Linked DNA regions of Mus musculus: all the other regions are linked to region 3. Evidence: chromatin contacts called from public HiChIP or PLAC-seq and promoter capture Hi-C data. All regions are on one chromosome and are shown on one strand. The core of a region is the stretch at or near the end of the contact, and the rest is flanking DNA. Distances in the headings are between cores, read along the strand shown. Region 1 holds the start of Chrd (chordin). Region 2 holds the start of Psmd2 (proteasome (prosome, macropain) 26S subunit, non-ATPase, 2). Region 3 holds the start of Septin5 (septin 5).

Region 1 (4,307 bases), core at 128-2,627, 2.1 Mb after region 3:
TCCTCTTCTAGTCCTACCACTATACATGTGACAAGAGAAATAACCAGGCCCATCTGTCCCTGTCTTAGGAAGGACAGCTGCCGAGCCTCCCCCACAAATACCTCTTTGCTGGCTCCTCTCTTCCTTTGGCCCTGGCTCTAGCTCCTGTGCTTTCTCCCCAGTCCCTGTCTCCCCACAGTCTCTGTCCTCAGGGACCTTGTGGCCTGACCCTGTCCTCTCTCCCTTGTCTTCCTCAGGCTTTCTCTGCGCCTCAGAGAGGATGGGCTATCTACTGAGGCGTATGGCCTGGATCCCGGAATTCTCCAGTTGAATAAGAGATGCCTTCTAAGATTAGGAAGCCTAGTGCTGGGATAGTGGGAAGAACGGTGCGCGCGCGCGCGCGCGCGCGCGCGCGTGTGTGTGTGTGTGTGTGTGTGTGTGTGTGTGTGTGTGTGTGTGTAGGATGGGGAGGCTTGTCTAGAAAAGCAGGACAAAGGAGGTGGGGACTGAGCTGGAGAGGAAGAGGGTCATCTCTTGGATGAAGGAAAAGCATGAGAGAGCCAGAGGTGGTAGTTGGATGGACTTGAGAGCAGGTTGGGGTGCTGGTGAATTATGACTCCACTCAGGGAAGCACTGCTTGATTCTGGGAAGCACAGGCTAGGTTCCTGTCCCTGGGAAGTGAAGAAAGAGGAGAGACCTTAGAAGGGAAATAGGAATACAGCCAGAGTGAAAGGAAGGGGGTGCTGTGGGTCCTAGGTAGGGGTGGATCGGTGTCATTTTCAAAGACAAGTCCTCATCCTCCAGCGGCCCATCTCGTTCAAGAGTGCCACAGGCCCGAGGCTCAGCCTCTGCCCTTCACTAGCCTGAGCCTCTGGTCTTGGGGTGGACACCACCTCCAGGGGTGGTCGCAAGGAGCGTGTGTGGGGGTGTCGAGGCCCGCCTCTCCTCTCCCTCTTTGCGCCCCCTAGTTCCTCCCTTCCCCCTACCCACTCCGCTCCCCCCTCCTCCAGTCCCTCCCTCCTCCCCTGCCGGGTCCCAGCCTGTCCCCCTCCCCCACTCGCGATCCGGCCGCTGCTGCTGGGCCGGACCCCCCGGGCTCAGCCGGGCTCCTTGTGGAGCCGCCGCCGCGCCCCGTTTGCTGAAGAGGAGGCCCCGGGCCCGGACGCCTGGCGCGGGCATAAAACGGGCCAGAGCCGGCGCCTAGGGCACTAAAGTGGAGTACGGCCCGGGTCAGCGCCCCTCCGCCCGCTCTCTCCCGCCCCGCCCGGCCGGGAGCCGACCAGGCGACTGTGAGACGAGCCCCTCGCCACTGCCCCCCTCCTGGCCCCGGCCCCCTCCTGCCGGCCCGCCTCCGGTCCGGCCCTACTCCCTCTCCTGCTCCCTCCTCCCGCCCGCCTCCCCAGCTGTCTGCTCCGCGTCATGCCGAGCCTCCCGGCCCCGCCGGCCCCGCGGCTGCTCCTCGGGCTGCTGCTGCTCGGCTCGCGGCCGGCCAGTGGCACTGGCCCTGAGCCCCCAGCACTGCCCATCCGTTCCGAGAAGGAGCCGCTGCCTGTCCGGGGAGCGGCAGGTAGGTGGGCTCCAGGGGGAGGTGCGGGAGGGGAGTCTGACTCCTGGCAAGTCTACATCCACAGGGAGAGGGCCCCGGGCGCAGGTGGCTTCGCGCAGCGGGAGGGTGGGAGGGGAAAGCAGAGGCGGCGAGGTGCACGGTGCCAAGGGACCATGGGCCTGGCGGGCAGAGCCCGGAGCAGGCATTACGGCACGAGCAACCGGACAGCGGCCGCCAGCCAAGCCCGTCCCCGCAGGCTGCTCCTTCGGCGGGAAGGTCTATGCCTTGGACGAGACGTGGCACCCGGACCTGGGGGAGCCTTTTGGGGTGATGCGCTGCGTGCTGTGCGCCTGTGAAGCGGTGAGTGGATAACGCAGCTGCCTGCCCTACTCTAGAGGGTAGCGGAACGCTGGTGTCCTAAGTAGTAGACTCGGAGATGCTCAGGGGAAGGCTGGTCCGCAAATCGGAGGAAACCGCTTTCAAGTCTGCGGTGTTGACAGTTATTGATCGCCCACAATGTGACTGGCTTTTAGCCAACTTCCCCCCTCCCGTTACAGTATTGCTAGATAAATGACATTATTAGTTCTACTTTGCAGACAGGGACGCCGAGGCTCAGAGAAGTTAAGAAACTTTGGACGGGCCATGTAACTTGTAAATAGCAGAATTGACTGTCTGCAGCCCTGGGGTCTGATGGTTTCATTCCCTTAATTTTCCTATGTTCTCTGCCATCAGCCTCAGTGGGCTCGCCGTGGGAGGGGTCCTGGCAGGGTCAGCTGCAAGAACATCAAACCTCAGTGCCCCACCCTGGCCTGCAGGCAGCCGCGCCAGCTGCCAGGACACTGCTGCCAGACCTGCCCGCAGGGTGAGGCCCGCTGTGCCCGGAGTTAGGAGGGTGGAAGGCTCTACACTAGGTCCTGTACGACTTGCATCGCGGAGGAGGACTGGTCCTCCTGGTACCTTTCTGAAGCCAGCCGTCTTATTCCTTACCCCGGATGCAGAGCGCAGCAATCTAGATCCACAGCCCGCTGGCCTGGTCTTCGAGTATCCAAGGGATCCAGAGCATCGCAGTTACAGTGATCGAGGGGAACCCGGCGTTGGGGAGCGGACCCGTGCTGATGGCCACACAGGTAGGCTGGGGTGGAGGTGGGCCTGATGAAGTTTGAGTCCCGCGGCAAGGCTTGACAGTGCTCAGGCCATCTTCTCTTCTCGAAGACTTTGTGGCGCTGCTGACAGGACCGAGGTCGCAGGCGGTAGCTCGTGCTCGAGTCTCTTTGCTGCGCTCAAGTTTACGCTTCTCTGTCTCCTACCAGCGGTGAGACCGGGAAAAGGGCAAGGACTAGGAGTAGTAAAGGGGGCAATAAAGAGGAGCCTGTAGGCTATAGATCCAGTCTCACTGGACCTCTCTTCACAGGCTGGACCGTCCCAGCAGGGTTCGTTTCACAGATCCCACAGGCAACATCCTGTTTGAACACCCTGCAACCCCCACCCAGGATGGCCTGGTGAGATGATGCCATTTAAGAGTGCTTATCCAAAATCGGCACTTGCTGAGAGCATGCTTTGCATTGCCTCCTTTGGTTCTCACAACAGCCCAGTGGGAGAAAGGCCCTGACATTATGATGCCCATTTTACAGAGGAGGGAACTGAGGCTCAGAATAGCAGAATGTGATTTGTTCAAGGTCATTTGGCTAGTAAGTGGTAAGCCAGGACTTAAAATCAAGGCTCATGGGTCCTTCTTAAGAGGGTCTGGGGTCTCCCTTCCATGCTCCTTCCTCATTAGACCTGGGTCTTTTAGGTGGCTTGTCCTGCATAATTACAGTAGGCATTCTTCCCTCTTCTCTCAAGGTCTGTGGGGTGTGGCGGGCAGTGCCTCGGCTGTCTGTGAGGCTCCTGAGGGCAGAGCAGCTTCGGGTAGCCCTTGTGACATCCACTCACCCTTCAGGAGAAGTCTGGGGGCCTCTCATTTGGCAGGGTGCTCTCGCTGCAGGTAAGGGGAGTGAGCAGTTCTCAGATGTCAAGAGCTGAGCCTTCAATAACCCAAGGGTGGGTGGACTGAAGAGAGGATTTTCTTATGGCTGTCATGGTCTAACACTCCCCAGAGACCTTCAGTGCCATCCTGACCCTGGAAGACCCACTGCAGCGGGGTGTGGGGGGCATAGCCCTGCTCACCCTCAGTGACACAGAAGATTCCTTGCATTTTTTGCTGCTCTTCCGGGGTCTGCTGGGAGGTGAGTGATGGGGAAGATGTATGTGAGGGCGTAGGGCGGGTGCTCACCTTTCAGAAATGCTCACATGTGCAGTGCTTGCAGGACTAGCTCAGGCTCCCTTGAAGCTTCAGATTCTCCACCAGGGACAGCTACTTCGGGAGCTCCAGGCCAACACCTCCGCTCAGGTAAGGGAAAGGAAGGCCTGTGTCTTGCCGAGGTTTACTCTGACCTCTTGCTGTTGCCCACCCCACTCTGCTCTGTTCACAGGAGCCAGGTTTTGCTGAGGTGCTGCCCAGCCTTACAGACCAAGAGATGGACTGGTTGGAGCTGGGGGAGCTGCAGATGGTCCTAGAGAAGGCGGGTGGGCCAGAGCTACGCATCAGTGGATACATCACCACCAGGCAGAGCTGTGATGGTGAGGAAGGGTGGGGCTTGGCACTGTGGGTACACATAACTCAGAGGCACAAACGTGTGCTGAGGAAGAGCCCAAAATACATATGGGGGTCTTGGGTGTCTGGGTGTGGGCAAGCCTGCTGCCACCTGTCTTGTCCCCTGCAGTCCTTCAAAGTGTCCTTTGT
Region 2 (4,325 bases), core at 525-3,024, 2.0 Mb after region 3:
TTTATACGATTTACAGCTGGCTAGGACTATTGATTGCTCTTCTCTTTGGCAGCTTACAGAGCGCCTTAAGACATTGTGAGAGCCAGACCTCAGGGAAGAGGCCTCCAGGTCAGTTCCACTCAATTCCTTAGCAACAAAGCCTTACCTTCAAGTTCTGGTAGGCAACCAAGGACAACAGCAATAGCTTATATTGTTTTAGGAGTCTCTCGGACCCTCCTGACCAACAACTCTGAGGAAGGTTTTCTATGCCTGGCCCTGAGATTGTGTTAGTCGTTGGCTCTTGAGGGGAGCATTATCACCCCAAGTGGTGTAAAAAGTTAGACACTATTAAAACTTTCAACAGGGTCTCATTGTGTAGTTCCTGGCTTGCTTAGAACTCACTCTGTAGACCAGGCTAGCCTTGAACACACAGAGATCCACCTGCCTTTGCCTCCTTATTTAATCCCAAATATTGGGATTGAAAGTATGGGCCACGATGCCTGGCTCATTTCTTTCTTTCTGTCTGTCTTTCTTTCTTTTCTTTTTTTTTTTTTTTTGTTTTTTTTTGAGACAGGGTTTTTCTGTGTCCTGGAACTCACTCTGTAGACCAGGCTGGACTCAGAAATCTGCCTGCCTCTGCCTCCCAAGTGCTGGGATTATAGGTGTGCGCCACCACTGCCCAGCTCATTTCATTCTTTAAGTGTTCTTACAAGAGAAACTTTTTGTACTTCACATAGGCAGAAAACAGACTTAATTTAGGTAGCTTACCAAAACCACACTGCTGGTGCATGGCAGGATTTGTTTCTAATATCATGTTTTGAAAGTTTGAGTTTCCCACATTTTTCCAAGTTTTTATTTCAAAACAATGTATTCCTACAAAATAACTTGAAATATATCCCAACAGCTTTTCATATCCTCTTCATCTGGACTCATCAGCTTCTTGATAAACCTTTTAGGGCACAATTTCCAATTCATCTCCAACATACTAATTGGTATGTGACTGTTGATTATATATATATATATATATACATATACACACATATATACATATACACACATATGTATACATGAAATATACATACTAAATATTTATATACCATACATATGGTATGTGCCTGATATATGTATGCATGTATGTACGTATGTATGTATTCTTATCTGTGATAGAAGTCATAGAAACAGAAACCGGTAGACATTTCCTACAGAGGACTATACGGCTATAGAACAGGCAGAGCAGCAATGGGCTGTTCAATCTCTCTCCAAAGGCTGAAGAAGTCATTGGCAGTGGAAATGGATGGTTATGCCTAGAATCCAAGATCTACACGCATCAGCAGCTCATGTCTGTAATGAAGTTATTCTCTGCTAGAAAGTAAGTTCGAGGCTAACCTGGGATAATAAATAAGTAAATTTCATCTTCACTTTGGGGGAAATGGTTTGCGGTTACTATTCCACAGTAGTAGTGGCATAATTACACCGAAGTCACACAGACTCGGTCAAGACTTGAAGAGTTTTGAGCTCATAGAAATCTCCTACAGAGGACTAAAGCAAGCATGAACATGTATGGACGTCCTGTCTTCAGGATGACCTTCTCATCGTACCATGCATCCAGTTGTGGTGAAGCTACAGGATCGGAGAGCTAGGCATCTCTGCAGTCAGACCACCCTTGCACGCACAGAGACACCCTAACTCAACAGTAGCCGTTCGGGCTGGAAGCCGGAACAGTAATTCCCGTCCTGCTCCAGAGGGCGGGACTCGGGATCCGCAGGGCGCTTCCGGTCTGGAGGACAACGCGCGTGGCCTTCTGGGAAAAGGGGCGGTGCGAGCAGGTGCGCGCGCAGCAGGCCGGCAGTAGTGGCGGAGATGGAGGAGGGTGGACGAGACAAGACACCCGTGCAGTCCCAACAGCCCTCCGCGACAACCCCCAGCGGCGCGGACGAGAAGTCGAGTGGCAAGGAGCGAAGGGATGCCGGGGAAAAAGACAAAGAGCAGGAGCTGGTGAGGCGCAGCCTGGGGAGCCCGAGGAGGAGGCCTTGGGCTGAGTCACTGCTGGCTCGAAGGCCTCGGGCCCGACTCCGTACTGCCCACCGCACCGGGGAGACTCAGGATGGGGCGACCCTTTCTTTATACCCTGCCCGCCCCATTACGCACTGTCACTCCCTGAGGCCCTCACCATCACATCGCGGTTCTTTGGTTATTTCCTAGAATGGCTTCCAAGCAGAGTCTGCCTGGTTCCTAAGGTAGACAGCCTTTCCTATAGGGCTGCTTCCCTATCCCACGCCCTCTTCTTGTCCATAGACATTCACACTCTTCACCTGTCCCGGGGTAAGTGGGAGGAGAATGTGATTCGGGTCCCCACTTTTGATGAGCTTCTTCCCCTAACCCTCCAGTCTGAGGAGGACAAACAGCTTCAAGATGAACTGGAGATGCTCGTGGAGCGACTCGGGGTGAGTCAAGATGTTACTACAGGGGGAGTATAGTTGATGTTTCTCATTTGTTTACTCTATTTCATTTTGAGGCAACAATTAGATACCACATATTAGATATTACGATAATTTGAGGGAAGAGTTACAAAGGGTATTTAAATGGGGTCATGGGTCTCAGGTCATTTACAGGGGTTGAGGCATCATGAAATAGGAGCCAGTTATGTCTTTGACCAAAGCATTGGTTAAGTATGTATGGGTCGTGATGTGGAGAAATGTGACTCCTTTTGGTCTGAGCATTAACATCCCCTATTAGGAGAAAGATACATCTCTATATCGACCAGCTCTGGAGGAACTGAGAAGACAAATTCGTTCTTCTACAACTTCCATGACTTCAGTACCCAAGCCTCTCAAATTTCTGCGTCCACACTATGGCAAATTGAAGGAAATCTATGAGAACATGGCCCCTGGGGAGAATAAGGTAATTCAGAATATGGCTGGGACCTGTCCAGTTGAATAATTCCTTTTTTAATGCTAAGTCACTGAAAGCCTAGTGGACCCCATCTAGCTGGAAAGTTCATCACAGTGAGACTGATTCTCCAGTGGAAAGCCTGAGAATGCTTCTCAGCTCCTTAGAAGTTTCTGCTTCATTATATCTTAAGATTTTCTTAGCACGATGTGTTTCTGACTTAATTTAAAATTTTTATAGTGTGTGCATATATGTGTGTGCCTGAATGCATGTGCTTGTATGCATGTGCATATGCATAAGTGTCACGCCTATGCATGCCTAAAGACCCTCGGTCTTTATAGTTGGTTTTGGGATGTCTTTTTGATTTTGGTTTTTGGAGGTTTTTGGGATGTCTTAATAGGTGCTGGGATTTGAACTCTGATCTTCATGAGCGTGCAGGAAGTCCTCCTAAGTGTTGATCCTTTTCTCCAGCCCCTCTAGCTGACCTCAAACTCGGCTGTGTGGCCTAGACGGAACTTTATTTTATGACCTTCCTCCTCCTCCTGCCTCTATCTGGAGTGCTGGGGTTAGAGGCATAAGCCAGTATGCCTGGCTTTCTAAGGCTTATATTTAATGTCCCTTCTCTCTCTTCTGTCCCATGTACATTCATCCCTTTTATGTCTTTTTTTTTTAAGATTTATTTATTATTATATCTAAGTACACTGTAGCTGTCTCCAGATGCACCAGAAGAGGGCGTCAGATCTCATTACGGATGGTTGTGAGCCCCTTTTATGTCTTAAAAACCCTCAGTTGAGTCACATTTGTCCTGTTGGTGCAACTGTGACCCAGAAGTCTTTACTTTGCAGTGTATTTTGAGTAGCCTCCTAATTGGCTTGCTTTTGTCCTTGACTCCCACATCATCTGCCTATCATACTGCAGTTACAGTGATCTTTCTAGATCATTTAATTTATAGTTATTTAGGTAGAATATTTAAATTATAAATAAATAATAGTAGATAAAAGTAATATTTTTTTAATAAAATTAAAATTCAGTTTTGTATTTATGTGGATGAATGTTTTGCCTCCGTACCTGTATGTATGTATGTATGTGTATCCTGTGCGTGTGATGTCTGCACAGGCCAGAGGCTGGGAACATGTTCCCTGGAACTGGAGTTAGGCTGTTGTGAACACCACGTGGGTACTGGGAACTGAAGTCAGGTCATCTGCAAGAGCAGCATGTTTTTGTAACTGTTGAGCCTGTTTTTCAGACCCCTAGATTATGCTGCTATTATTATTACCACCTTTTAGTAGTTTATTATTGCAATTAAAATTTATGCTGGGTGGGTCTAGAATGTTGAGGCCAAACTAGGCAATATGATGTAATGAGACTGTGGTGTAATGGGAAACACACTACAACCCAAACCCAGATGCATCTGGCTTTTTTTTTTTTTTTTTTTTTTTTTTTGGTTTTTCGAGACA
Region 3 (3,895 bases), core at 728-3,227:
CCCTAGGGGAGGAGCCTTGCACCCCCTTTTTCTAGTCCCAGAGGCTCAACAAATATTCCTCAGGGATATGAAGCCATACACAGCAAAACACACCTCTTCGTGAGAAGGAGCCTGTTGAGGCTTCCCATTCTTAGAATTATGACTAGGCTCTGAAGCGGCAGGCACAACCAACAAAGTCCTCATCACTGCCTGAGAAGAGATATGGGTGCAAAGGGCAGACAGACACCTCCTTCTACCCAGACTGCTGCTCTACCCCCTCCCCCAGTTAGAGTCAGAAAGAGGCCTGGTTAAGCCCGGCCCTGTGCAGCCATATTGGGAACCAAGGTATTCCACACTGTTCCCCCAGGCCCACAAGGTCCCAGCTCGGACACCAGAGCTCCAGCACTGTTCTGGGGCTCACTCCATCTGCCTTCACCCAGCGCTCTCTTCCTTCAGGCCTGGGGATAGGGAGTGGCATAAGGCTGGCTCCTAGCTAACCAGAGGATGGGCAGATGCAGGCCTGAAGGACTCATACTCCATCAGGAAGGGGGAGGGGTCTCCATCCTAGCAGCAACAGACAGGAGAACATGGATGGTGCTAAGCAGCAAGTACCCCAGCCAGGTGACTTGGAAGACCTTCCAGAGGCCCAGGAGAAGCCTAGGTCCTTGCCTTCCTAGCCTCTGGCCCCCCTCTCCCTTACACAATAGCATGTGTCCCCATCGGGCTTTGTCTGGCTTACTGGGATGGGGAGGCAGTTCTCCTGGGGGAGCCCCTCCCAGTGAGTCTCATCAGCCTTGGGCGGGGCATGTCCCTGCCAGGAGACTGTGACTCTCCGGCTCACCCCATCTGCCAGCTGCTTTTGCTCTGTCTGATGATGTACTCTGGTCTAGTACTCTGGAGTCCAATGCTAGGCGAGAACACCCATCCCCAGCAAGGCTTGCTGAAGCCTTCTGGTGTCAGAATTGGGCCTCCCCCACCCCATCTTCAAACAGGGCCTAGCTCAAGCCACAGAGGACATCCCTTTGGTCACCCACTTCCACAGCACTCTGGTTTCACAACCCTCAGCTCCTTTGGATTTTCACAGGTTACCCGGTAGGCTGGTACTTTCCCTGGGGTGGGGAAATCAGGCTAGCCCCCCTCTGGAAGGCCACAGCCTGGCTGTACTCAAGGTTTGGAGGGCTAGTGCTAGGATGACTCAGATGGGGAGCCTTGCAAGTTCCAGGTCTTGGAAGATGCTCTGCCAAAGACTAGTGAGCATAAATTTAGGCACAGAAGAGAGACACCCAAAGGTGCATGGGCATGAAGCAGAGGCCCCATGGTATTGCTCAGGAGACTGGTGGGCCCCCCCCCCCATTCCTGGCCTGTCATAACTACAGCCTCACCCAGGACCCCCAGCACGAGGCCTTCCGGTCAGGTTAAAAAGGGGATGCTGGCCCTGGACTAGAGGAGAGAGGCCCTTATCCCAGCCTCCCTTTCTGGGGAGGTGCCTAGGCCGCTGCTATACAGGTCAGGGAACCAAGCGCAGTGCCTACACTTCCCCTCCGTAGCCCCAGGAGCAGCGGCGCTGCCCCTACAGACAATCGATTAACGCCAAAGGACTGGGTGACGGCCGGCGGGGGCGGGGTCACGCCTGGGCGCCACCAGCATCGGTGCCACAATGGGTGACAGCCGGTCCGATCTCACCACCGGCCGAGCGGCGCAACGCCAGTACCTGTTTGTCCTCTGCATGGTCCGGGTCGTGATCCGGGTCCGGGCGGGTCCGGGAGGGTCCGGGCCGGCGGGCAGGGGAGAGACGGAGACAGACGGTGAGAGGCGGGCGGGCGGCGGGGACAAAGGAGCGCGGGCACGCGGACAGGCTCTGGGCTCACCTGGGGTCGCCAGCTTGCTTTTGTACCGCAGTCCTGTGCTCATGGTGGCCGCCGGCGGGGGACGTGTGGCGGCGGGCGCGCGGGCGGGGCGCGGCGACCAGCGGTGGAGGCCGAGGCCGGCTGAGGGGTGACCCGCCCCTCCGCGCCGCCACCACCCGCCCCGCCCGCGCGCCCGCCAGCCAATCGGCGCCCGCCGCGCCCACGCGCGACCCGGAGAGGCCGGTGGGGGCGGGGACTGAGGCGTCCCGCTGTGGTTCCCCCCAGGCCTTTGGTTCTCCCGGCCGCGCGAGTGCAGCCGGGCTATTCCCACGGCTTCGTCCGGAACGCCCCCTCCCCTTCCTGTCATCTAGCCCAGGCCTAGACTCTGTTCTCCCTTGGCTGTCGCTGGAAGCCGGTTGGTTCCTGGGCCTCTGACCTTCCATCGAGTGGCCATTCTATAAAGCATGTCCCAGGACTGTGCTTCATGCAGCCGATGAATGAGTTCAGGTGATATAAAGACCCCTTTTTCACCCCATCAAGAAGCATTTGGAAGGGGCAGACCTGGAGCCCTACCCTTGGTACATTGAGCACAAGTCCAGAACCCGAGCTCTCCTGCAGTCTGCTGGGTGCTAGGCATTCTACACTGGACACACACAAACGCCTGGGCAAGATGGAAAGCACACGGCAGGCAGGGTGTGGTTGTAAGATGGGAGTACTTGAGGTGTATGGCTAGAAGGACACAATCCGAAGGCCACCTTAGCCCTCCTTGCTCCAGCTCTGGTCCCGGTTTTCTGTGATCTGTGCTCTCCCCAGCTACCCCCCTGGAGAGGGGTTGAAGGGGGCTGAGGGACACATAAAGACAAGTCCATGCTCAGAGCCACATTTATGCATGAAGATGCTGTGACTCTGAATCTTCAAAAAGTTGATAGGACTAAGTGACCCACGGTGTGAATAACTTCTGTGTTACTGTCACATCCCAGGTGGTGGCTTAAACCTCACCAGAGAGTCTGTGACCAGGGTAGGGATGTTCCATTGTCCAAATCTTTCTTCTACAGCCTAAGGATCAGATGGGGCATATGACACACTGTGGTGCATCTTTGGGATCTAGAGAGGGCACTCACACGTGATCAAGTGCTAATCATTTTGTGTATAAAACAATGTAGAAGTAAAAGTGTCTACACATCTCTTAGGTTTGGCTTCACCAGTGACTTTTTTCATGGCGTTCTTGGGGGAATTTGGAACTCTGTTAGAGGAATATGTGCAGTCTGAGGCAGGGACAGAAACACAATGTCAGGACTTCTGAGCTTGCCAGTTCTGAGTCTGGAGAAACCCACGAAGGAAAGCTAGGACATTAAGCCTGAGCTGACTGTTACTGTCACTCCAACGGCAGAAACAAAGTGGGGGGAAAAGGAAGTATCTTCCCTGGGGCACTGATGGGAGGGACACTCCTGGTCTCCTCTAGTTAGGGGGTTGTGCTTGGCTGCCTTGGCCCGGAGGGAAGTGTAGGAGAGGGGAAAGAAGCTTGTGTATAGAAGAGGAATAAATTATAAAACAATTCTGATGAGCCCTCGACTTGGGTAAAACGGCTGTGGAGACGTGCAGCTGGTCAGATGCTCAGTGGGAGGTGAATGGGCGGGTGTCACCGAGGCCTGAGAGATAGACTTTGAAGGGTGCAGTTAGGGGCAACCTGGCTTGGTACCACATGTGAAAACATCTGTGGGGAGCTTGAGTTGTTCAGTCCTATGGGAGAGCTGGGATCTGCTCCCTTGTCCTGGGACTCTAGTCACCTATGACTGTGAGTCCTGGGGTGGCTTCAAGTCGCTCACAGAGGAAAGAGGTTGCCATGCTGTACTGAGGAGTAATAATAATTGTGACTCAACAGACACTGTATGCACAGGGGACATTGCTGAGGTCAGGAAAATGGGCCATGAAGGCATTATCAGATTTGCAGGACCCGTCCCCAGGTCTGCCTTGTGTACAGTGTGAGTGTCACAAAGGTCATAGACTCTGGCCGGAATAGCCAGGGGCTGAGGTCTAAACAAAACTCCTGTATGGCTTTTGCCCATGGG

Evidence for each region. Promoter capture Hi-C pulls out the DNA fragments that hold promoters and counts their contacts. HiChIP or PLAC-seq counts read pairs in DNA pulled down with a chosen protein or histone mark.
Region 1: a promoter capture Hi-C map of hippocampal neurons shows a contact between it and region 3, with 11 times the contacts expected there. The contact joins the promoter of Chrd here to the promoter of Septin5 in region 3. A contact is called at or near these places in 2 of 39 promoter capture datasets (embryonic stem cells and hippocampal neurons).
Region 2: a contact with region 3 is called in an H3K27ac HiChIP or PLAC-seq map of large pre-B cells, with 26 times the contacts expected there. The contact joins the promoter of Psmd2 here to the promoter of Septin5 in region 3. A contact is called at or near these places in 2 of 39 promoter capture datasets (hippocampal neurons and pre-B cells) and 2 of 115 datasets of contacts at active chromatin or transcription factors (astrocytes and large pre-B cells).

What each region holds. Positions count from the first base shown.
Region 1 is chr16:20,731,750-20,736,056 of GRCm38.p6, forward strand. Chrd (chordin) reads left to right here and starts at 1,378. Exons shown (of 23, transcript NM_009893.2): 1 at 1,378-1,546; 2 at 1,782-1,885; 3 at 2,258-2,387; 4 at 2,524-2,652; 5 at 2,738-2,837; 6 at 2,937-3,024; 7 at 3,368-3,509; 8 at 3,622-3,750; 9 at 3,832-3,914; 10 at 3,997-4,144; 11 at 4,288-4,307. The coding sequence starts at 1,399. It also overlaps a transcript of Thpo not described here.
Region 2 is chr16:20,649,878-20,654,202 of GRCm38.p6, forward strand. Psmd2 (proteasome (prosome, macropain) 26S subunit, non-ATPase, 2) reads left to right here and starts at 1,775. Exons shown (of 21, transcript NM_134101.2): 1 at 1,775-1,974; 2 at 2,367-2,423; 3 at 2,716-2,880. The coding sequence starts at 1,840.
Region 3 is chr16:18,627,961-18,631,855 of GRCm38.p6, forward strand. It overlaps Septin5 (septin 5), which reads right to left and starts at 1,978. Exons shown (of 12, transcript NM_213614.2): 1 at 1,848-1,978; 2 at 1,691-1,701. The coding sequence starts at 1,890.